2 separate regions of the Mus musculus genome follow, and region 1 is linked to region 2. Evidence: chromatin contacts called from public promoter capture Hi-C data. All regions are on one chromosome and are shown on one strand. The core of a region is the stretch at or near the end of the contact, and the rest is flanking DNA. Distances in the headings are between cores, read along the strand shown.

Region 1 (5,524 bases), core at 1,991-4,490, 160 kb after region 2:
TTCCTTTGCTCGGTAGTGTGAAAAGCCTGTATTCGTACCACATACTCATTGGAGAGCCCTGCAGCCTGGCTGGCCTATCCCTCCTGTGGTTTCCTAGACTGGCTTGTAAGCTCTAATGCTGCTCTAAGTAAAGGACCCTTTCCCCATGAGCTGATGTGGAACCCAGCTGGAATGTCTTTTCTTGTTCTTGTTGTACCAACCATGCTGGGTCCCACGGAGCTCACAAAGCTGATAGCTTTCATCCTGCCAATGAGAAGCTATCCAGGTGTGCTCTTCATTCCATTTCTGCCGCCAAGCTTCTCATTGTATAGCTTTAGCATTAAAGTTGTGAACCGAATCTTAGGGAGACAAGCACTTGGGCACAGTGAGATGTGTGCCCTTTCTTTATTAGTTATTTTTCTGGTTGATGCAATAGATTGACTAACAGAAAGCAGCTTGAGGAAGAAGGATGCATTGTGGCTCACAGTTTGAGAGTCTGCAGTCCATCCTGGTGGTGAAGGCTTGGTGGCAGAGGCTGCTCGATCACTTCTGGACATTTCAGGAGACAGAGATGGGCTGCCAACACTCACCTGTCTTTCTCTTCTTGCTTTAGCCTGAGACCACGGCCCATAGGATGCTGCCACCCACTTCAGAGTGGGTCTTCCCCTGTTTATGCCCCAACAGTTAATCATCTCTGGAAATGTTGTCAAAGATGAAGATTAAACCATCATACTTCCCACAGACCACATATGAATTCTCCTGTATCTATAGGCTCTTTATTTAGTCATTTTTACACACATGCAGTGTTGGAGGATTTCGTGAACCTTTTGAAATCCGTTTTCATGATACAGCTGGGGAAGAGTAAGGGAGAGAAAGTTTCCTAGAAAAGCCTGGCGGCCAGCTCCAGCTTTGCTGAGAATGGTCAGGCCCAAGGATGGGAGGCTGCCCAGCACTGACCAGAGGCCTCTCCCATGCTGCCTTGGTGCACAGCAGGAGACCTCGCATTCATTCGCATGTGCATATGTCATGGACCTCCCATTGCTGTACAGGTGGAAGGTGACATACTATGACATATCACGAAGATGATGGGTAAGAGAGCTCAGACTACCTCACGGTGTCCACTTAAAAGCTAATGACCTTTGAACTTTTCTCATGTGATGGGAACAAGCTTCATGACCACAACAAATAGGTTCCAGGTATCTGAAAGGAGACTGGGCTTTTCACAGAAGAGGTATCTGGCTATCCTTTTGCTGGCCTTTTTCTTTTCTTTTCTCCCATAGCCCTTAACAGTTGCCTTTCTTGCCACTGTATCCTTGCCACTGTGGCCCTTGGCTCCAAATGTAATTCATGTCATCTTAGGGTCCAAAGGAATGCTGAGGCTAGCTGGGGCAGGCCTGCAGGGTGACAGAGCCATGGAAATGGTCTAGAAACCCCACCATCACCCTCATGAATTTACCCCAGGTCTTTCAAGCATAGGGTGACATCTTGCATCTATTAATTGCATCTTACTTCTACAACCTCAACCTGGCTTCCTCTCAATTTCAGAGACCAGCTGGTGGCCAGGTCTCTGCAGCTCTCTGCCAGTGCCGTGATGAAGTGAAACGGCCCCTAATAAAAGCAGCCATCAACTTAAGAAGTATAGTTTTCATTTAGGCATAGAACAGTCAAAGTGGGCCACTTGATGAATAGCAGCTATCCAAGGAACAGCAAGTACACTACTTCCCACTCCATATGAGACCCCATGTCCCCCACAGACTAGGCAGGAACCAGATCCCTGCCTGACCTCTCCCATCCTGCAAAGTGCTGGACTCCATGGCTGAGGCCTTCCTCTCCAGCCTTCTATAATAAGTTCCCTGTCTGCTTCCAGTTGTCATTACATCACCCTTCATTCCAAGAAACTCTCGTAATGTGTTATTTCTAAGCTTCCATGCTATTAACATCTAAAATTGGAAGTTTCCTAATGCCACATGGGAAGACACCCTCCTCTTACCTGCAGCGTGCTTCCCTACCCCATTGTTGGATGATTCATTTCCAGAAAGTATTGGCATCTCCTCCCTGTGTGGCCCTCAAACCTGAAGAAAGGGGACAGCTTTGAGCTGCCACCTAGATTCCCACCAGGAAGAAAGAAGCTCTCCTTTCTTCCTGGCTGGTAACAGCTTCCACTACATTGAGTTATCTACTTGTCTCTGCAACTTCTCTGCCTCTTCCAGCATCAAGTCAAGAGGGCAGCGGCTTGCCGGCTGGCTCTGTTCATTGCTGTAGGTGCAGAAGGCAGATTTCCAGAGACTAGCTACGCAGTGCTCACCTACCAAGCCATGTCGGCAGTGAGGACCTGTCATTCGCTTAGGTGTTTATTGAGCAGCCCCTTGGATGGTGTATATAGCACATACAGGGTGCACATAAAGTTCCCAGCACTAACGAAGTCAGTGGATGTGGCCTTCACTAAAGGCACAGAAGTGGCAGGGCCCTCATGCAGTTGCCTGGGACCTGCCTGAACCAGGCACTCAGAGTGGGTACATGGGTGTCCTGGAGAAGGAGGGACCTAAGCAACTGGTCTGTCCATCCAGCATTTTCTTGTTGGCTGAGTTTACAGAGGTCGAGCTGTAATGCCCTGATATTTACTCCCAAGTGCCTGTTGCCCCCAAACTGGAGCCATCTTTTTTTTTGCATCTTGACTTTTCAAACAGCATTGATTTAGAGAGCACTTGCAGCATTGAAGGCTATGTGACCGTGCAGGAAAAGGAGTTGTTGTGGGGAAGGTGCCACTGTACTTGAGAGTGATTTCTATTTGGAGCTGGACTCCTTCAGAGTCAGGAGCTGCAGCCCAAGGCCACGTGCTCCAGGGAGCAGCACCTCCCAGCTGCCTTCTTGAGACTAAACTGATAGCAAGCAAACACTCACAAGCTGCACTCAGACTCTTCCAGAGAAGTATTCCTGTTGCTGATCTGTCTGCTGAAGGGGTGCGGTTGCAAACAGGACAAAATTGTCCATTTAGGCTCAAAGCAAAACAAGAAAAACCATGAAATGTATTCGGGGGATTAGGGTTACTTAAGGGATGGCTTGTCCAACCAAGTCTAAGGGACCTTCAGGGCTAAGTCTAGGGTCTGTTGTTGCCTGAATGTGGCCAGGGCTATCACCTGAGCCCTGGCTGTGCTCCATTAGGTACACAGAATCCTGGCAAAAGCTACCTGGTGACCTCTTCTGGACAGCATTGTATGTCAGCTGTGCGTACAGAGGCAGGGTCAGGGTGACGAGCCAGAGCCACTAGGCCACCTCTCACATGCCGCCCTGGCGTCTGGAACTCATGCACTCACCTCAGAGCTCATAACCCTGTCCAGGTGCTTCACTTTTCTCCACTGATGGGTGACAATGGGTCACCTTGCCAGGTGTCCCTAATTAGTGCCAGGTGGCACAGCCTGGTCTAAGCAGGATGAATGAAGGAGTTTGTTATAGTGAATCCATAGCCTGGCTGGAACCATCCAGAGATCTTTGACATGCGGTCCAGAGGGAATTGTCAAAACAAGATATCCGTAACAGTGCTCCTGCCTGGCTTTTCCAAGACAGTTGAATTCCTGCCAGATAGAGTCACATTCCCAGGGGTAACCTACAGCACGGCCAGGGGATGTTTCTTAGCAAGTATTGATGCACCGGAGAGCTGACTTTAAATTATTGCCTTGACAACTCCTAATGTGCTGCTTTTGATTGCCGATGCGAAGGATTATCTATTTGCACTTGGTTTCTGCTGTTGACCGGTGGTGAGTGCTGAGAGGAGCTTCCTTCAGAGCCGGGGAATGAGCAACACTTTAGGAACACAGATAGGACCTAGAAGCTTCAGCACTCTCTGTACAGGAAGCAGCCATCATAGAATTGCTCACCCCCTTCAGGGAACATGAGCATTTCAGAGTTTGCATTCTTTTGGGAGGTGAGTCCACTTGCACGTGGTTTCCTGCTGCCCTCATGAGGCTGACAGATCCGTGAAGAGCAAGCTGTGCACAGAGTCCACACTCAGTGAACATTATGGATACACGTCACACTCCTGAGTAAATCCTCCCTAGGGTAGCACCGGAAGAATACATAATGAAGTCTCCCATATAACCCAGGATAACCTCAAATTCATAATCCCCCTGCCTCAGCCTCCCCAATGCAGGACGAGCACTATGAGCACTCTCAACAGTGCTCTTGTTCCACGTTAGAACCTCTTGACCGAGTCTCACCTCTCATTTTGACCCAACATCTGGCCAGTGAGATGAGTACTCACACAGGGTCTCTGTTGCTGGCCAGTCCAGGGCCTGGGGCCTAGTCCTCCGCTCCACAGCTCCCTGATGCTGAGCGACTGCTGGGCCCTGGGTCCAGAGCCTGCCTTCCGTTATTAGGCTGCCCTCCAGCTCCTCTGCTCCACCTCCTTCACTGTCTTAATTCCTTTTAATTTCCTGTTTCTAGGCCAGTTCTCCTTCCCCCTCCCCCACTTCAGGTGGCCTCATTGCTTCCCATTTCCTGCTGAGAGCTGCTGCTCCCTCTGGCCCCCAGATGTGTCTCTGGAACTGCTGTCACCTCCCCTTCTATTTCTATTTCCATGTTGCCAGGGTTTTCCCTACCGTTGCCAGCAGTGCTGCCTGGTCTCTGTGGTGACAGCACTCGGAGCTTCGCTCCAGGTGGGGCTGGGCCTCCAGAAGAGAGGGCAAGGTGCCTCAGTGCTCTCAGAGTCACCCCAGCACAAATGTAGCGTGCGCAGGCGCGCCTGGGTAGCACTGGCCTTTCTGAAGCCTGGTCTGAGGGAGGAGCGCGCCGAGTGCCTTCAGGAGGCTGATGCTCTTCTGCAAGTAAAGTCACCAGCCATCAGCAGCAACAGCATGACAGATCCCAGATCCTGGCAAAACCACGTGCTGCCCTGGGAAACGTGCACATGTCCCACATTATCCTGAGGAAGCGGCATGCAGAGGGACTAGATAGTCTGCCTGCAGAGGCAAAAGGACCAGGAAGGTGTCTGAAGGCTGCCTTCTTTCCTCTGCATGGTCTGCAGACCATGGTGCTGTCTAAAGGCAAGGCCCTGATTGTTACCCAGCCTGACACAACAAGGAGACAAAGTGAAGACACTGTTTATCCCAGCATTTCTGTTTTCAGTCAGAACCCAAACTAGCACAGGCGCTATATGTTAGCCAGATTTTTGCCTTGCTGTGTGGTCCTTTGAGGGGCCACATTGTCACTTGCATGTCCCACACCATGCTGTGCTACCTTCATTCTCCAGGGACCTGAATGACCAGTCCAGCCCGCCCTCTCCCGTAGGGACTCCCCAGCTTGCTGAGCCCAGCTCCAAGACACTCCCACCCAGAGACGTGGGCCTTCTGCCCAAAGCCAGCTCTGCCGCTGGCCAGCTACCATCACGGGGCTCCTTTAGGGAGTACAAGTCTTTGTTCTTCCCACCAGTGGTTGCCCTGTGGTGTGAGTAGCAGGATTTGGGCACTGTAAACATTTTTTCATTTATTTTTAGACAAGTTTGGCTACATAACCCTAGCTCACCTGGAACTCACTATGTAGACCAGGCTGG
Region 2 (5,484 bases), core at 2,816-5,315:
CATGTTGACACATATAGCCAGCTTTTTAAATGGTGGCAGATCGGGTTACCCAGAGGGCTTCTTTCTTGCCTGGGACAATGTGCCATGAATCTACAAGTACTTAGGTTCTACCCGGGCATGCTTCTCATGGGCTAAGTAAGAAGAACACGCAAGCAGAGTCAGGGCCCTAGAAGTGATGGCATTAGAACGTTAACCTAGGGGGAAAATGCTGGGAACTTTCACCTAGGGTGACATGGCTTCTTCATTGACCTCTTATTACCCTGTAGCTAGCTCAGAGCCTCTGACTCATTTCCTTGCCTGAACACCAGCTCCCAAGGGCCTTCCATTCACAGCAGTCCTTCCTCTCCAGAGAGAGCTGGCCAAGGGTTGCAGCTGGGGGTAAACCCTGGAGGCTGCAGCCCACACAGGGCAGGGCTCAGGGTAGTTGGGCCCAGCTGCTCCATAGAGAACTCTGCACACAGGCCTGATTCCTGCCTCACAGTCACTCTCTGTGTAGAACATTCTGTGGCTGCCAGTAGCCATTGACTCCAAGCCTGGCGGGTCTCCAGTGCTCTCTAGTTGGGAAGAAAGAGCTTCTCTCTATAGCTATGTGTGTGTGTGTGTGTGTGTGTGTGTGTGTGTATGTGTGTGTGTGTGTGTGTGTGTGTGTGCGCGCGCACGCGTGCATGTTTGTTTCAAGTTGGAGTTTCCCTCCGTTGTGGTTTGTCCATACAGCCCAGGTCTCGTCTTTGAACAAGTGAGTCTTCTGAAGGACTTGTTCATTGATAGCTCTCCTCTGTGTCTCTGTGTCTGCCATTCTTAGAGAAAAAGGATCATCTCTGCAGCGTGGTTGTGCTCTCTGGAAGGAAGGAGGCAACACGCTGAACTCTACTGTCTACAACTCAAAGGCATGTTTTTATGAATTAACAGGAGCTATATAAAGTATTTTACCAAAGTGGCTGGGTCTCTGGAAGCTTTGCTAGAACAGATGTTTCATTTGGAGTCCGTGGAAGTTGTTTGCTTGGCTTCCTATGAGTGGCACCCCACCTTATCACCTGCTACCTTCATGGCTGAATTTCCCTAAAGTAATACAATTAGGGAGATGAGGAAAGGTAATCCTGTTCCTTGTATTCGTAGTTTTAGGTACTTGAGGGTGGACAGTCTTTGTCTATAGACAGAGGCTTGTTAACAGAGTAGGAACGAATGGGGGAACAGGAAAGACAGTCTGTCATTCTAACTACTGTCTGACTCTCCCTGGGCATCCAGCAGTTCCTGATGCTCCACAGGTCTATAGACTCAGTGTCCCCAGACCATCCCAGTGTAGATACAGCTATTAAGTCCTAGATGTCCCTAGGCACTTCTATCTGCTTGGCTACAAATTCCCGTGACTCTTCTTCTGAATTGGGTACTTTATGAGAACATTCACAGAGCTCAGGAAGGTGCCGTGCTTATAGGGTTTTATTGTAGTAGTTGCCACTCTGGAAGAGCCAAGTAGTGTAGTGAATGTGGCAAGGTGTCGGGGAGGAGGTGCAGAGTCTCCATGCCCTTTCCACGTGTGCCGTGCTCAGAGCACATCCATGTGTTCCCTGCCCTCAAAGCTGTCAGGACCTTGCTGGTGGGTTTTCGTGGAGGCTTCAGTACTTGATTGATCATTGGCCATGGTACAACCAGCCTCCTTCGCCACCACTGAAGGTGAGCTTGGGCCTGAAACTTTCAGTGCTCTAATCATGCATAGAGCTAGTCCTCCTCTCAAATTACTTAAAGGTCTCCTAGGAATCATCTCCTTGCCACAAATCTAAAAGCATTTCTTAAAGATAACAAAAACTACTCTTATCAGGGAATTCCAAGGTTTTTGATGTTCTTGCTAAGAACTAGGGGGTAAAGATGAGAAATATACTTTTATTATTATTATTATTACAGCACAGCTAGGAGCCAGTGTCTGTGAGTCTGCTGAGTATGCAGAAATGATTGCTTGGCATGGGTGTGGTACTTGTCACATGGCTTTGCTGCTGCTAGCTTTAGTTTTGATGATGAGCTGAGACCATTGAGCCACAAGGACTTTGCCTTTTCTAGACTATGCCTTCTTCATTTCTTTCTGGGCCCATAGTTGGTTTATGTCTTGGGACAGCTCGGGTAGGTGACTCATCGGCCTTCCTTTCCCATGGGCTTCCCCACAGTTCCTACTTGATCTCTGAAAAGGAGGAGGCAGCCACAGTCCCTCCTACTGTAGCAGCTGAACCAAAGAATGCACCTCAGCACAGCACAGCACAGCACAGCACAGCACAGCACAGCACAGCAAGCAGAAAGGATCCAGTAGCATCACAGATGCAAAGAGTAGGTCTCCCTGAGCTCCGCTCCTGCCGCTCTGCACAGTGGTTTTCTTCCTCAGTGCCTTTGTAGGAAGAAGGGAGGGCTAAAGCTGAGTTGGAGCCTCCCCAAGTTTGTAGCCCCCACGTCTGTGTAGGTGACACTTTTACAATCTTGAGTGATTGTAAGGCGACACAGAATTTGAGTCATTCCTGACATGTTCTAAGGTCAGACATGGCAACGAGCTGCATTTTTCTTTCCTCTTTCCTCCAAAGATGCCCGAAGGTTGGAGGTTCTGGCCCTGGGTCCTGTTGCAAGGTTTTGTGATGACTAACAGTCATTGCCAACTTAGCAGGATCCAGAATCACAGAATCTAGAAGATGATCTCTGGATGTGATTGGGAGCTTTTAGGTGAAGTTGATTTGGGTGGGTAGACCTAAATGCCTTGTTTTTCTTTTGAAATACAAAGAAAATAGAAGCACTGTAATGAGTTGCTTTGGGGACAAAATACTGTAACTTGCATGATGAGATCTGGACATAGAGGTCACATGGTTCCCTTAGGAACCTGGTCTAGTGCTTACTAAGTCAGCGTTTGCCCACAAACAATGAGCATGCACTGGGTATGCTCATGGTTATTAGTTATCACATGAGAGGATACAAAACAGAATCAGCCAAGGGCCGGGCTCAGAAGTAAAGTCCAAGGGCACCCAGGGCAACCTTCCAAGGACATTGAGCCAGTAAAGTCACACAGGATATGCTTAATCCCACCGAAATGAGTTCTGACAGCGTGTATGAGATGTTACTAATCAGGGAATCGCATTAGAGGTGATCGCCCAGGCTTTATTCAAGGCATCTACTACATAGGCGTGTTACCTCCTCCCTGGCGGGTATCCAAATTCCAGAGAACCAGAAGGAAAGCAGGTGTTCAGCATAAGCCACATTGTCTGTGCAGCCCAGACACCTTGGGCCGCACTTATCAGTTAACAGTTCACCCCTCCCCACATCCAAGTTCCAAGGTACCTGCCAAGGACCAACCACAGAAGGGCACAGAGGCCCACTGCATGTCCGCTTTACTTGCGTTTACAGTGATGGGATTAAAGGCATGCACCACCACCACCACCACCTGGCAAGACATTTTATCTTGTCTAACCATCTCAGGCAGTCATTTGGAAACAGAATTGGCATCACTGGAGAATAGTTCTGTTTTTTGTGTACCGAGAATTTGTTCTCTCTGCACCTGCTTCATTCCTGTCATTACAGGGATGCACATTCCCTGTGTCCCCATCAGTGGGGTAAGCGGAAAAGCTTCTCGTTTAGCCATCTTGATTGGTTGCCCCATTACCTTTGGAAATCACATTTCCTTATCTCAGCACTGAGGGCAAATAGAGTAGGATAAGTAATGGTCCCCAGAAGGTTGTTGAGGAGAAAACGAGGTGGTGCTTAACACAGTGCATGCACACAGCAAGTGCTTAATAAATGCTCACTTTTACTGATGGCATGATATCTCTTGTTTCATGTTCAGTTAGGCTGAGATTTTATTTGTCACCGGGCATTGGGCCATGCTGATGTTCTTCTGGTTGCCCCTGTCAGGCTGGAGGTGTGTTGCACCAAGATCTTGCCACGTCTATCACTGGAAACAGTGTGGGGTTTTAATATCAGTTATACCTCTGAGGGTAAAATGTCCACTTCCTCCGATCCTCCCAGTCATACAGAGCACCTGAAGAGCTAGCGTGTGTCTCTCCATGCTGCTACCCCTTCAACTCTCATGTCTTCTCACCAGCCTAAGTGCCCTTTGTCCTGGAAGTATACACGGAATATCTCTTATCTCAAATGCTTAAGATAAGTATGTTTTAATTTGAGAGTATTGACATTACACAACCGGAGATCTTGAGGTTGCAAACCTAGTCTAAACACAAAACTTACTTGAATTTTCTGTGCACCTTGTCTGTGTATCCTGAAAGTAATTTTATGCAATATTTTTGTGTACCTGTATTTTTAAGTTTTTATCTATTTGTATATATATTTTTTGCAGGTACAGGGAACTTTAATGGCATTCAAGAGAGTAGGGCTCCCCTTGGGGGGGTGTGGAATGGAGCCTGTGAGGGGAGCCTCTCAGTGATGGGGGCTGAGCTGGGACAGAGATTCCAGCAGCTGAGGGCCACTCTCTTCCTCTCTGTCCTTGCTGGGGTGGGTGGTCCAGGGTTTCTTACTCCTTGGAAGTTCTGTAGGCCATGAGGTCCTCTACCCTGCCTCTGTAGCCTTCTTCTTTGTCATGCTAAGAAGTGAGCTTTACAAAGTTGTTGAGAGCAATGTTAGCCCCAATGTCAAAACTGGAAGAGTGGGCATCCCTGTTAAAGTGGCAGGGGACAGTCTGGTCCTCAGTGTAGCACAGGGTTCTCCTTAGTGGGCCCTCCAATACCTGATTCACCACCTTCTTGCTATCATAGTACTTGGCAGCTTTCTCCAGGTACAATGTCAGGTTCATGACTGACACACTGGGGGGGGGGGGCGGGTAGGAACATGGAAGGCCATGCTAATGAGCTTCCCATTCAGCTCTGGGATGGCCTTGCACACACACAGCCTTGGCAGTGCCAGTAGATACAGGGATGGCATTCAGCCCCACGTGTATCATGCCACAGCTTTCTAGTGGGACATTCACCGTCTTCTGGGTGGTAGTGATAGCATGGCCTGTGGTCATGAGTCCTTCACAGTGCTAGAGTTATCATGGATGACCTTAGTAGAGGGGCAGGGTGTGGTACTAAGCAGTTGGAGGTGCCATAGGCATTGCTGACACTTTTAAATGACTTGTCATACTATTCCTGGTTCACACCTGTCATGAGGCATCAGCAAAAGGGACAGAGATGATGACTCTTTTGGCTGTACCCCTCATATGACCCCTGGCCACCAGCATGACTCATCTGATGTTGGTGGGATCTCATTCCTGGCAATGTGTATGTAAGGGTGCACATGCCACAGTATGCATATGGAGGTTAGAGGAGAACGTTCAGGAATCAGCCTTGCTGTCCTTGCACTAGGTGAGCCCCTGGAGACTAAGCTCAAGTTTGGTGGAAGCACCTTTATCCACCGAGCCATGGCACTGGCCAGCACCTGAGTTTTGACCTAAGGTCAGGGGTGGAATTTTCTACTTTAAAAAAGCCAGCACTTAGAAAGCTTTGGATTGAGGGGCATTTGGATTTT

What was found. Promoter capture Hi-C pulls out the DNA fragments that hold promoters and counts their contacts.
Region 1: a promoter capture Hi-C map of cranial neural crest shows a contact between it and region 2. The contact joins two enhancer-like sites. A contact is called at or near these places in 9 of 39 promoter capture datasets (the C10 cell line, cranial neural crest, embryonic stem cells and 5 more), 3 of 484 Hi-C or Micro-C datasets (the N1E-115 cell line, embryonic fibroblasts and olfactory sensory neurons), 5 of 115 datasets of contacts at active chromatin or transcription factors (cardiomyocytes, double positive thymocytes, neural progenitor cells and 2 more) and 1 of 9 other capture datasets (embryonic stem cells).

The regions. Positions count from the first base shown.
Region 1 is chr11:68,191,456-68,196,979 of GRCm38.p6, forward strand. All of the region lies in intron 7 of Stx8 (syntaxin 8), which reads left to right. Among named protein-coding and RNA genes, the nearest start is that of Mir6406, 27 kb to the right of the region's middle. Within about 2 kb of position 3,241, at least 34 of the 459 cell types and tissues checked have an H3K27ac peak or open chromatin away from gene starts, as enhancers often do.
Region 2 is chr11:68,030,541-68,036,024 of GRCm38.p6, forward strand. The region is part of intron 6 of Stx8 (syntaxin 8); the gene reads left to right. Among named protein-coding and RNA genes, the nearest start is that of Stx8, 67 kb to the left of the region's middle. Within about 2 kb of position 4,066, at least 8 of the 459 cell types and tissues checked have an H3K27ac peak or open chromatin away from gene starts, as enhancers often do.